5 separate regions of the Gossypium hirsutum genome follow, and all the other regions are linked to region 1. A link is a contact called in public Hi-C data. All regions are on one chromosome and are shown on one strand. The core of a region is the stretch at or near the end of the contact, and the rest is flanking DNA. Distances in the headings are between cores, read along the strand shown.

What was found. A called contact is a pair of places that touch in the nucleus more often than the background predicts.
Region 2: a Hi-C map of leaf shows a contact between it and region 1, with 4 times the contacts expected there. The contact joins the promoter of LOC107920287 here to the promoter of LOC107918313 in region 1. A contact is called at or near these places in 2 of 34 Hi-C or Micro-C datasets (callus and leaf).
Region 3: a Hi-C map of leaf shows a contact between it and region 1, with 2.7 times the contacts expected there. The contact joins the promoter of LOC107918965 here to the promoter of LOC107918313 in region 1. A contact is called at or near these places in 6 of 34 Hi-C or Micro-C datasets (callus and leaf).
Region 4: a contact with region 1 is called in a Hi-C map of leaf, with 2.2 times the contacts expected there. The contact joins the promoter of LOC107920540 here to the promoter of LOC107918313 in region 1. A contact is called at or near these places in 2 of 34 Hi-C or Micro-C datasets (both in leaf).
Region 5: a Hi-C map of leaf shows a contact between it and region 1, with 3 times the contacts expected there. The contact joins the enhancer-like site here to the promoter of LOC107918313 in region 1. A contact is called at or near these places in 15 of 34 Hi-C or Micro-C datasets (callus, hypocotyl, leaf and 2 more).

Annotation. Positions count from the first base shown.
Region 1 is chrD13:24,942,405-24,945,104 of Gossypium_hirsutum_v2.1, reverse strand. It overlaps LOC107918313 (auxin-induced protein X15), which reads right to left and starts at 1,251. Exons shown (of 2, transcript XM_041108921.1): 1 at 926-1,251; 2 at 1-603. It also overlaps the pseudogene LOC107918315.
Region 2 is chrD13:24,449,114-24,451,813 of Gossypium_hirsutum_v2.1, reverse strand. It overlaps LOC107920287 (amidophosphoribosyltransferase, chloroplastic), which reads left to right and starts at 1,446. Exons shown (of 1, transcript XM_016849908.2): 1 at 1,446-2,700. The coding sequence starts at 1,446.
Region 3 is chrD13:24,607,273-24,609,972 of Gossypium_hirsutum_v2.1, reverse strand. It overlaps LOC107918965 (auxin-responsive protein SAUR50), which reads left to right and starts at 1,363. Exons shown (of 1, transcript XM_016848524.2): 1 at 1,363-2,144. The coding sequence starts at 1,484. The coding sequence ends at 1,798.
Region 4 is chrD13:24,465,587-24,468,286 of Gossypium_hirsutum_v2.1, reverse strand. LOC107920540 reads right to left here and starts at 1,348. Exons shown (of 3, transcript XM_016850292.2): 1 at 1,072-1,348; 2 at 860-925; 3 at 1-156. The coding sequence starts at 1,119. The coding sequence ends at 109.
Region 5 is chrD13:24,560,656-24,563,355 of Gossypium_hirsutum_v2.1, reverse strand. No RefSeq gene overlaps it. Among protein-coding and RNA genes, the nearest start is that of LOC107919549, 3.6 kb to the right of the region's middle. Within about 2 kb of position 1,390, at least 3 of the 9 cell types and tissues checked have an H3K27ac peak or open chromatin away from gene starts, as enhancers often do. A contact at or near this core is called in leaf, where this site is marked.

The DNA.
Region 1 (2,700 bases), core at 2-2,501:
CAAGTTTGGTACCTTAGAGCTCACCATTTAATGAAACCAACAAAAGTGGCCCATTTGAAATACTAATATCATTGAATCAAGGCCAGATGATGATGACTTCACTTAATAAACACTTAGCAGATCATATGGATGAAATGCAATGAAGTGCAGACCAGAAAAATATCAAAATGATAATCTCCACTAGCAACTATCAGTCGATAAGTACGGTCCTACATGTTTGCTTGAACACATAAACAAACAAGTTAGCAGTCCATGTGACTTTGTATGGTGCATTCAACAAGGAAGCCCTAAAGAACTTGGTCAGTTGAGCCTCGATTTTTAAAGGAGTGATTGATTGAACTAAAGCACGAACCAACCTTGTAATTTATGGTATTATTGCTAATCCTCCAGAATCACAAGAGATCCATGGATTAGACAAAGAAATCTTCAACTATCATTAGGATAAAATGACTTCATAGTCTAAATAATTGTCAATTCTCAAGGAGTTGCAATCTCTACCCTGTTTATTTTCATCATTGCCAGACACAAGAACGAGGAAGCCAATCAGTTCATGCGATGCTGCTGCTTGAAACATCATGGAGGAGTGATGATAAGAACTGTGGCCTAATCCAAAGGAGTGAATGATTTAAGCGCAACATTAAGCCCCTAAACATGTGATATTACTCCTAGAATGATCAAATCCAGCAACTTATAAAAATATAAGAGAACTTAGAAACATATATGTGTGTGTGCTGAATGACTGAAAAGTATAAAAAAGAAAGTAAATCACTTCAAGATACAAGTAATTGACTATTTATTTATTCCTTTCTTTGACTTTCCTTGAACAAAAAACAAGTTTACACAATTTTCAGGGATTAAAATCCGGAATTAAAGTTTAATTAAATGATTTAGTAGTCACATTTTCTTGTCTCTTTAATTTTCTCACCTCACACTGAATTAAAGGACTTGGTCCCCTGCTAAAGGATGGCCTGAATCTGCAGATTCTGTAAATTATGGACAGATTTGATTTTTTAGAATCCTACTCATAATACGCACAAGAAAAGTGGTAGCAGGAAGTAATTTTAGACCAAGGTAGATCATGTACGGTAGAATTAAAGATCGAACAAGAACAAGGGAGCGTCGGAAATTCAGAAAAGAAACAAAATCTTCAATTGATGGAGGCGGATAGCCATAGTTTTCTTTGTTTTTGATGGATTTGTGCCTCTAGAAAGGAAGAAGTTTAGTAATTGAGAATGTGAAGATAAATGTTATCATTACCTATATATATAGATGTAACGGTTACGAGGGAAATGTTGGTCTATCAAGTGGAGTATGTTGAATGAGTGAGGAAAGGCCAATTGCTGGAGTGAGTCTGATCAGTAATGGGGAATGGAGAATCACATGGTGTTGTTTTCCAACTCATTTATCAACAATACCATGGCAAACATGGTAATGAAAAGTTTGGCTAGCCCTTCCAGTAAGACAAACCGACCCAGACCTTCGTGATCTGTGTTAGGCATGCTTGAGACATATAAGACCTCAAAAGGACTGAAACCACAGATATATCTACCAAGTTCTAAATCATGTCATCAACAAAAGAAACTTTTCTTATCCCAAATCTCCTTGATTTCAGTTTGGGTCCATTAATGGCTGGCTAATAATGCATTTTAACAAATGTAGTCTCAATATCAACCTAGTTCTTGATGATCTATTGGAAGACAAAAGCATGTGATCTTGAACTTCTTATGACTTCTAACCAAACCCCACCAGAATGCATTATAACCACTCAATCTGCACTTCATTAGTGTTAGTACAAATATGAAAATCTCGAACACATGAACGGAACTCGAACAGAAAAAGAAGAAATAGGACAAGACTTCAAGGCGTGTATCAAGTCACTATCTTTAAGGTTATATTTGCCCTCACCTATTTTTGGTGTGCAAATGAGTTCCAAGCAAATTAAGCTCGAGGATACAATGAAGCCAATGACTATTTGCGTATTGCACTGACGAGAATAACCCATTACACACTGAGCAATGTATGACAAGAAACTCAATTTTTATAAATAATTTCTGCAATAATACTTTATAAAATAATCTAATAATATTAGAAAATGAAAGAAGGAAAGAAAAAATATTAGAATTTGTTGGTGTGATTTCCAAATAAAATCTCATTTCTATTTATAGAAATTTTCATGTGTCTTCTGAATAATAATGTTTTTAAAATAAACACATAATTATTCATTTAATATTATAACTATTCAAATAATATTATTTAAATAGTTATAATTCTTTTTCAAAAAATCAAATAATATAACTTTTGATTAATTATACCCATTCATTTATAGCTATTGGAACCCTATAAATATTTGAAAATGTTCCAACAATTAGTTTCCTAAATACATTCTTCCATCTATATAAAAAAGTGCATTATCCACACCACAGCCAAGGCATTCTCACATCCTCCTCTACAAACAAATCTTACCATTCATTTTCTAGAGTCTTCTCTGATCTTCTTCACAGTAATGGCTATCCATATGACAAAACTTATGCATGCTAAGCAGATTCTTCGTCACTCTAAACTATTTGCAAATCAAGCAGCCTCACCTCAACCCATGTTCCCAAAGGATACTTTGCAGTGTATGTTGGGGAGAGCCAAAAGAGGAGGTTCATAGTTCCAATTTCATTCTTGAATCAGCCTTCGTTTCAGAAATTGTTAAGT
Region 2 (2,700 bases), core at 197-2,696, 490 kb after region 1:
AACTCATTGCCCTTTTCTTTTTGGATAATATAAAGAATATTTATCAAAATAAATATTTTCATATAGTACTAAAAATTGGATAGGTCGGTTAATTCTTTTAGATTAATTTATCTTTTTTTTCTTATTGTCACATGGGATAAATTGAATAAAAAATTTAATGACGTAAATAATTATTTTTATTTGTTTATTTTCAAAATTAATAAGGATTAGATTTCTCTCTTTTTTTTATAGGGTCTAACTTGCTCGATTTTAAAATGGAAAGACTTATTATCAGGAAGGATAAATTTAACAATAACTTAAGTAATTGTTCTTATTTACTTACTTTCAAATTTTACATGAACTACAATACTCTCTATTTTTCAATGAGATTAACTTACCCGATTTTGAAATTGAGAGGTAATTAAGAGATATTTTTACCCAAAATAGAAGTAAAATTTGAATTTGAAAGTCATAGTTTTGTTTTTAATCACTTATCTGCGTATAACTATTACGAGTATAATTTTTTATTTTATCGATCTTTAAATAAGAGTAAAATTATGTTTTAGTATGTTTGAACTCACATTTCTTGATTGTTGCAATAACAATAATAACAACTATGCTAAGGCTCAATAAACTCATTTACATAAATGTACAATCAAATAATATAATTAATATATTATTATTTTTAAAATGAATAAATCTTAAAATTATACATAAACTTTGTTTCAATGTACAATTTGATATATGAATTATGATTGTGTAATTATACGCATGAAATTTTGATTGAGATTCAAATGTATAAATAAAATTTTAATTTTAATTCAATCATACACATTTAAAGAAATAAATACATCAATTTATTTTTATATTAGATAAATATAATTATTTTTATATGCAATATATAAACATAAAATGATACTATATCACTAATTATGTTAATAAATTGAGAGAATTGAATTGAATCAAAATTTTATGTATAAAATTATACAAAATCAAAATTAATGGATTGAACCCAATGTGATAGCCTGATGGTCAGGGTGATCACCACTCCAAGTATAGACTGAGTTCGAGTCGTGCTAGTCGTGTTTGTTATTCAAGTTTTACTCTATTCTTGTATTCCACCAAAAAAAAAATTAATGAATAAAATTACATATTAAACTAAAATTCATATTCAATTTTAAAATTTATCCCAAGAGTTTTTTTTATATTGAATCTATTATTAAGATATTTTCCCTTAATGATAGTTGAGAATAGACTAATTAATTGAAGCAAACCGGTCAAAAACAAAATTTTTTAGAACTCGAGTAAATTGTGGGGACAAAGCCACCTCACTAGTCAAAACTCAAAACCCTAAGTCCTATACGCCTATTGACACTGCTTTTCCTAAGCCATCTTTGCTTTAACATAACTCTCTTCCTATTTTCTTTCCCAGGGAAAACACTCCTAAAACAGCAGGGAAACCATCCATGGCAGCCTCTCCTTTGTCTTCTTCTTCAGCTCTCTCAAAACCCATCTCCAAACACCATTCTTTTTCTCTGAACACCCCTCAAAAAGTCACCTTTCCTCTCCTCCCAAAAACCCTTCAAAAACCCTCTTCTTTCCCTTGCAATCATGTTCTTCATCCCCAGAAATCTCAGTTTACCACCTCCTCTAAAAACCCCATCTCTGACTTCATTTCAGCAAACAAAAATGAAGACGGTTTGGTGCCTCCTTTTAGTGATGATGACGACGATAAGCCCCGTGAGGAGTGTGGTGTGGTGGGTATCTTTGGTGACCCTGAAGCCTCACGTCTCTGCTATTTGGCCCTCCATGCGCTTCAGCATCGTGGACAAGAAGGTGCAGGTATTGTTGCAGTGAATAACAATGTTCTTCAGTCGGTTACTGGGGTTGGTTTAGTATCTGAAGTGTTTAACGAGTCTAAACTTGATCAATTACCTGGTGAAATGGCTATTGGACATGTTAGATATTCAACTGCCGGTTCTTCTATGTTAAAAAATGTGCAGCCTTTTGTTGCTGGGTACAGGTTTGGGTCCATTGGGGTTGCACACAATGGAAACTTGGTAAACTACCGAGCTTTGAGAGCTATGCTTGAAGACAATGGTTCAATTTTCAATACTAGTTCTGATACTGAGGTTGTACTTCATTTGATTGCTATTTCAAAAGCTAGGCCTTTCTTTTTGAGGATTGTTGAAGCTTGTGAGAAGCTTGAAGGAGCTTATTCAATGGTGTTTGTGACCGAGGATAAGCTTGTTGCAGTGCGTGACCCCCATGGATTTAGGCCTTTGGTAATGGGAAGGAGGAGCAATGGTGCTGTGGTTTTTGCCTCTGAAACATGTGCTCTTGATTTGATCGAGGCAACATATGAGAGAGAGGTGTATCCTGGTGAAGTATTGGTGGTGGATAAAAAAGATGGGGTTCAATCAGTTTGCTTGATGCCCCACCCTGAACCAAAACAATGCATTTTTGAGCATATATATTTTGCTTTGCCTAATTCTGTTGTTTTTGGAAGGTCTGTTTATGAATCAAGGCATGATTTTGGGGAAATACTTGCTACCGAAGCTCCCGTTGACTGTGATGTCGTGATTGCAGTTCCGGATTCTGGCCTGGTGGCTGCTCTTGGTTATGCAGCCAAAGCAGGGGTGCCATTCCAGCAAGGCCTGATCAGGTCTCACTATGTAGGAAGAACTTTTATCGAGCCTTCGCAGAAGATTAGAGACTTTG
Region 3 (2,700 bases), core at 114-2,613, 340 kb after region 1:
ATGTTGCATATTAGTATCCATTAAGACCTCCAAACCAATGTACTCACGTTTGTTCTAGTGCCTTGTTGGGGATTTAAGGATCTGATTTGTCATGAAAACGTTTAGGGGGTCTTAGCCTGATGAGGAAAACAAAAAGAAAAAACCAAATCAGACACCACATCTATTGCCATTTTGGAACACTTTGTGAGCCTAGAACATGGAGGCATTTGAAGAATAGCAATTATTGTCTCTAAAACTATATAAAAAAAATATTTCCTTATTTTAAGTGGTGGAGATTTCAGAGAGGACCACATTCAAAAGAAAACCCATCGGCCCTTTGGGACATTCTTTTCCAAACTGCACCCAACACTCAAGGGGCTTTTATGCCCTGGCATGTTTGGCTTAATTTACATTTTTCTGATTAAAAATGGCTAACTGAATTGAAATGCTGACCATGTAAGGAGAAAAAAAAAGCAATTCTATGATCAAAACCTGCAAATGTAACAGTAAAAAACCACATGGGTTTCTGCAAAAAGCCTTTGGATACTGCATGCAGTGAAAAATTGTTGTGTTTCTTGTGCCTTTCAGACTCAGACCACAGAATCACAAGCCAAAACAATCACAAATATCCAAAACCAACAAAACTGTTGTACAGTTCCCTCCAGTACACTTACTATCGGTCCCTGATTTCAGGTAGAGACACACACAGAGATGAACCAAGGCAAACTCCTTGTAAATTATAAAGAACTATAGTAAAAGGACTAAATGCATTAAAAATGCATTCTACATTGTGTTGGGAAATATATTAGAAAACGAAATAGTTAGTATTGAAAGGATAATAAATTGAGTGTAATAAATAAAATAATTAATATGCCGTGGAATTTTGATCGATGTACTTGTATAGTAAACATCACCCTCCAAAAAATAAAAAATAATAGAGGATTTTTCTCAACCAGAAAAAAAAATTATTTCTAAAAAACAGAACAGAAATTTTATTAAAAATAAAGCAACACAAGCAAAGCAGCAATAGCACATGTATTGGGCTTTTACTCTTAATTTTTTCTCAAACTAATATGGAATTACCCGCATTGTACTACCAACACCTTGTACAAAATTTAACAAAAAAGAAAAACAAAAACATCAAGTTGCAGTGGCTATTTAATTCTACGATATCAACATTAGAAGTAGCTAAATTAGAAGATTGGGAAAGAGGGACCATGTTGTCATTAGGAGGACCAACAAAGAATAAAAATTCAAATGGGGTGGTTTGGCTCCCACCATGTCGTTTACACATATAACACATACATACATACATACATACATACATACATACCCTAATAACACCCGTGGCTTGTCCCTTTAGGGTTTGCCCCAACAGTCCCACATGACCCTTGAGGCTCAGCCTCAACTATCCATAAATAAATAACCCTCCATCTCCCCCTCCCAATCCTCCCATCCCACTATACACCTTCTATTCTACAACCACTTCCACACAACAACAGCAATGGCAATTAGAAAACCATCCAAACTGCCTCAAACCGCAGTTCTGAAGCAAATCCTGAAGAGATGTTCAAGCTTAGGCAGGAAACATGGATATGACGAAGATGTGCTCCCACTTGACGTACCAAAAGGTCACTTTGCCGTTTACGTTGGTGAAAACAGAAGCAGATACATAGTCCCTATCTCATTCTTGACCCACCCTGAGTTCCAATGTTTGCTTCGACGAGCGGAGGAAGAGTTTGGGTTTAACCATGATATGGGCCTTACCATCCCTTGTGAAGAAGTTGTTTTTCGCTCTCTGGCATCTATGCTTAGATGAAAATGGGGAAAAAGAATATATTGAGTTGCGAAATGAAGGGGTTCTGCCTTTGCATTTTTGGAGAAAGATGACCAAGAGAAGCATAGCAACCATATATATTGCAGAGCTAGTTTCTCGGTTTTCTAACATCATTTCTTCATTGTGATTCTTGATCCCTTTTGGGGTTTTTTCTTTTCTTTTTACTATTTCGGACCCGGGGTTTTTAATGTTTTATTAATTAGTTATTAGTGACTCTAACTAGAGCTAAGAATTATAACATTTTCTGGGTCCAATCATTTGTATAAACTTGTGTTTCCTCACAGATTTTGTGAGAGAGGTTGAATGTTAAGGAAACAACCTTATTTTATCTTCCAATGCAAATCAAGTAAATCTTTTCTTTTATTATTATTATTATTATTATAGCTTAGCTCTAGGTAGGGAAAAACATAATCCTGAGTCAAACTCAAAACCAAAGCGGAGGGCATGTAATGTAAGGAAAAAGAAAAAAATTAGAATCAGCAACCTGTCTGAGAATGTGGAATCACAGGTTTCAACTGTTGTTTATAAGATATTTATAACTGGGTCATTATGTTTTTTTCTTTCTTTCTTTCATGCCTAATTAGTGAAGGAAGAATATGGGTTTAAAATCAAATTTGCTAAATTTGACTTGCTATCTTAAATGAAAAAACTAGAAGCAACTATTCTCATTCAAATAATGATACAAAATCAATTTTTTTAAATATTTGTTTATTTCAACTACTGATTAAAATTATCTTTATTATAATATAATATAATTTGAAATAAATGTTTCATGCAAAAAATTTCCTCGAAAAAGCAAAGGCATATGATTGCATCCATATTTCATGCTCACGTATTAGTTGACTATTGGGCTATGCTCTTTACTCCATTAATGATTTGATCTG
Region 4 (2,700 bases), core at 99-2,598, 480 kb after region 1:
GCTTTAAGCCGAAATGAAAATCTGGTACAATACCATTGATATGCTTTATTCCTACACCAAACTCAATTCACTCATGCAAACCAACTATGAACAAAAACCACCCCTGCTTCAGTGGTGAGCCTTTGCTTCAGCTTTCCTTTGAGACCTTGCCTTGGCCTGAGAGTAAAAAGCAAAGCAATAAGTAAAAGCATGCCTCTGAAACAAAGGCAGAATATTACTCTCAAAATATCTCAGAAATAAAAACAGGAAACCACCATTCATGTAACACATTTTGGATCAGTAAGATCAAACCAATTCCCTATCAAATATCAAAATGTTGCCTAAAGTGAAATGTCCAAACTCGATAAAGCATCTTATGTATCTAAGGGAAGGAATTAGAATGTAGACCAAATTCTCAAAAACAAATGTTTTAGAAGCAATAGATGTTAGGATTTTAACACACCATTATGTACATTCCTAATATCGCAATTTCAAAATACTCTATCCGTGATGTTTCAAAACAAGATTAAGAGCAGGAAACGGATTCACAAATTGTTCCCAAAACAACAATTTCCATCAAACAATTGTTCCCAGCAGAGTTTATCTACTAAAAATTGTTCCTGATATCTCGAGTAAAGCAATACATGAGACTGCCATTATAATAGTAGCCTTAAAACATCAAACAAACAAAAATGACAAGAATGCCTCTTGTAAGCAGCTACAATGACCAACACCCTTTTTCCCATACGAGAAAAAAAGAACAGGTCAAAATTAACAATTCCATCAAAAGTAAAAATTTAAAATCAAACCAAGAGAAAACAAAATTGAATTTAAAAAAAAAAGGAAATAAATCTAAACTAAAAGCAGTAAATTAAAAGACCTTGAGATACTTGAGCTTAATGCTACCATAAACGAGTCCAAAAGAGAAAGCAGATGCACGAGCCACCTATTACATAGATAATAACGAATCAATTAAAAAATATATGATCTTTCTGGAAAAGAAGAAAACTGGGATCTGTTATCTACAAATGCAATTAATATTTTTGCTGCATTCGATCTAAGCAAATAAACAAAGAAAAGAAAAGAAAATACGAGAGCGAGAGTGCTGGTGCCGGAGTATGGTCCAGGAGGAGACGCCATCGATTTGCTTTGTTTGGGGAATTGGGCGACGGAGTTTCAGATCAGATGAAACAATCTGCGGTTGCCCTAGATACTTTATTGGACTCTTGAGATTTGGGTTCTAATTTAAGCGAGCGTGGGAATTTAACTGCAACGACAACGTTTCAGGTTGTTCTTCTCGGCCGAACTTTTTTTTTTATTTTTTATTGGCTTAATGCTCAATTTGGCCCAAACTATACATATTTTCTCATTTTGGTACCTAAATTTTTTTCATTTCAATTTAGTACTTAAATTATCATTTCATTACCCGGTTCAGTCCATTTTTTGGAACAAAATTAAATCATGCCAATTAGAATGCGCAACGTGAGGATTATTTTAAAAACATTAAATTTAAATTAAAAGTAGAAAAACATTGACCAAGTGTTGACCGACCATTCCGTTAAATTTTAAATATTTTTAAAAAATATCAATTTTTAAAAAGAATAGCAATTTTTAAATTTTTTAAATATCTATATGTTTTGATTTTTTTTTAATTTTTTCAATTTTTAATGTTAACTTTTTCAATTTCTATATTTTCGTTGAACCTTTTCTATTTTTGAAATTTTGATTTATTGTTTTGAATTTTTAGAAATTCCAATTTTTGAAAAGAAATTAAAATTTATTACAAAATTTCTAAAATATATAAATTTTATTTTTATTTGAATTTTTTTAAAATATTTTTATAAAATTTTCAATTTTTATATATTATTTTGACTTTTTAAATTTTGCATTTATATATTTTAGAATTTTATAGATTTTTTATTTTTTTATTTTTAAAAAATTTTGAATTATTTATATATATTATATATATATTTTACTTTTTAATCAATATAACGCAAATAATATTAAAAAACAAAAAGAAGTCAGACATTGCACATTCTAATAGCGTCACATGGTAGTCTTGATTTTTTTTAAACCCCATGGGCTAATTTGGGTAATGGGTGATAGTTGAAGTACCAAACTGAGATGAAAAATAATTTAAGTACCAAAGTGGAAAAACTAGTACAATTTGGGGGTCAAATTAAGCATTAAGTCTTTTTTATTTAACAAAATTATTCTTTTAAAAGGTTTTATTTAAAAAAATTATTTTTACTATTATTATTGAGAATTTATTATTAAACCATAAATAGAGAACTACTTATTTTTTAATTTTTTTATTATGTGAAAATTTAGGATTCAATATATCTTAATTTGACATAATTTAACTTGTTTACTTTTAAAAATGTTATTGGTATATCCAAACTAATAATATTGTTAATGGTGTGAATTTTTAAAATAATCTAATGCATTCAATTGACACATAAATTATTATTAATTGTGTTATACTCCCTCGCCAATCGAAGACACGTGGCAGCACGAAAGGCCACCTCAATAACATACTTTACCAGATTAGACGGGAGGTAGCTATTCAAGGAAGCTAACCACTTGCTCCCTAGAATGTAGCCACCACTCATTCTTCCAAGCACTTGGCCTTCTATTAAAAACGTGATCCTTCTAGTCATCAAACCCCACATGGACTCAACTACTCTGTACTTCAAATTAGAAGGAATGATAAGAATATGT
Region 5 (2,700 bases), core at 141-2,640, 380 kb after region 1:
AGGGAGGTGGAAGGAATGCCTTGGTTTTTCAATAGGCACCTAATTATTTTTAATAAGATGGAGAGGGGGGAGGATCCATTACAAATTCCATTGAACCATGCTATCTTTTGGGGGCAAGTTCATAACCTACCATTAGGGTTCTTGACTGAAGGAATGACAAATCAATTCAGGAACTTAATCAGTCAATTTTTAGAATATGATACGAATTTGATTACTAGAGGGGGGGAATTCATGCGTATTAGAGTGAAATTTAATGTTCGTGTTCCCCTAAAACGAAAGAAAAAAAGTTATTTTTGACAAGAATAATTCAGTTTACGCACAATTTCAATATGAGAAAATTACAATGTTTTATTTCCTTTGTGGAAGATTAGGGCACAGGGAAGGCTTCTGCCCGGTTCGATTAACAATGGAAGAATAGAATGTGGAGTTCGGGTGGGATAGTTCGCTAAGGGCGCAATCAAAGAGAGTGATGCAAATGACAAGCCCATGGCTACGAAAGGAACCAAGAGAGGGGGTCAAAGTAGAGGAAAGAACAAATTGCAAACAACACAGGGGAAATCAATCAAATGAATCTCCATGGGAAAACAGGGGTAGCAAGTTGGGAAATCATAGAATGACTGGAAAGGGGAATGTTCAATCTAGGGCAAAATTCTTTAATTCATTAATTAATGAAAGAGTGTCTATCAAAGGCAAAGAAGTAGTGCAAGAAGAAGAGGACAGACCGCTTGCGATAAGGGAATGCCAAAAAAGACAAAGATTACATTGTGAAGGTCAAGAAGAAATCAACTCATATGAATTGGTGAGTTCCAACAAAGATAATGAATTAGAGCCGGCTGCTAGTAAGGCCGCAATGAAAATCCTAAGTTGGAATGTTTGCGGGTTGGGGTAATTACGAGTAATCCATCGTCTCAAACATAGTCTGAGACAAAATAGGCCCCAAATTTTGTTTTTTATTGAAACAAAAGTAAACACAAGAAAAATGGAAAGAATAAGGAAAAACTATGGTTTTAGAAATGGAATTAATATAGGAGCAAATGGTTCAAAAGGAGGCTTATTGTTAGGTTAGAAGGAGGAGGTGCACATAACTTTAAAGAATTGGAAGAGAAAATATGGAGATTTACTGGCTTTTATGGAGTACATGTGGAAGGATTGAGAAAAGATTTATGAAATTTAAAAAGACATCTTGAAAAGGAATATGATTCACCATGGGTCATGATGGGATATTTTAATGAGATAATGTTTTCATTTGAAAAAGAAAGGGGGACGTGTATGAGATAAAAGACAAATGAGCGCTTTTCGAGAGGTTTTACGAGAATGTGATTTAAGCGATTTAGGTTTTTCAGAACAGTGGTTTATTTGGAAAAGAGGAAGGCTACCAAGTAATAACATTAGAGAGAGACTCAACAGGGGAGTGGCAAATACTGGATGGTGGGACCATTTTCCAGGATACTCGATTGAGCATAGGCCACATAGTTTTTCTGATCATTGTCCAATTATGCTTAATACAACAGGAAAAGTTGAAGAACGAAATCTTGCCAGACCGTTTTATTTCAGATTCAATGCTAATTGGGTATTGGATGAAAATTTTGAAGAACAAGTGATTGAGGGTTGGAAGGCCTGTATGGGAGACGTTCCTGAGAAATTATCTATGCCTGGGACTAATTTAAGTAGATGGGCTAGCAAGAACAAGGCATGGAGAGAAGGAAGAAAACAAGGGTTATTCTCTAAATTGGAGCTGTACGAAGATGATCCCACCTATGAAGTCTTAGCACAAATCACGGATTTTAAAAACACAATTAGAGTCAATTGGCTTAAATTGGGCGATCAGATTACTTCTTTTTTTCATAAGGCTGCAAACGGGCGAAAGTAGAAAAACACAATTAGAGGCCTTAACGACGTTAATGGGAGATGGGTGGATGAAGAATCTGAACTTATTAACATTGCTTCTCATTTTTTTTCAAGATCTTTTCACATCTAAGGCAGTAGGCGAAGGTGATAGGATATTCGAAAGTAGTCAACCTTGCATATCGGATTTTTTGAATGAAGATTTAATGGCGGATTTTCAAAATGAAGAAGTTGTTGAAGCTGTGAAATCAATGTCACCGCTAAAAGCATAAAGATGGCTTTCCTGCTTTTTTTTTATAAAAAAATATATTATAGGGGACGATATTTGCAACTATTGTTTAGATATGCTAAAAGGAAAGATCTGCAAGAAATTAATAGAACAAATATTATTTTAATCCCCAAAACAAACTCACCAAGCAACATGAATCAATTCAGACGGATCAGTTTGTGTAATGTGCTCTACAAAATAATATCAAAGATATTGGTCAATAGATTTAGGAAGGTACTGAATACATGTATTGATGAGTAGCAAGGCGCCTTCATTTCAGGAAGATAGATCACAGACAATATTCTTGTGACATATGAAATTCTACATTCGTTCAAAAAGAAAAAGGAAGGATTGACAGAATCATTTGCCTTAAAAATCGATACGAGTAAGGCGTACGACAGGGTTGAATGGAATTTCATTGAAAAAATTATGGAAAAAATGGGCTTCTGTGATTGTTGGATTACTTTAATTATGAAGTGTTTCGACAGTGACATACTCAGTGGTTTTGAATGGGGTACAAGGAAAAGAATTTAAACCTAGTCAGGGATTAAGACAGGGGATCCCCTATTTATTATATGTGCACAAGG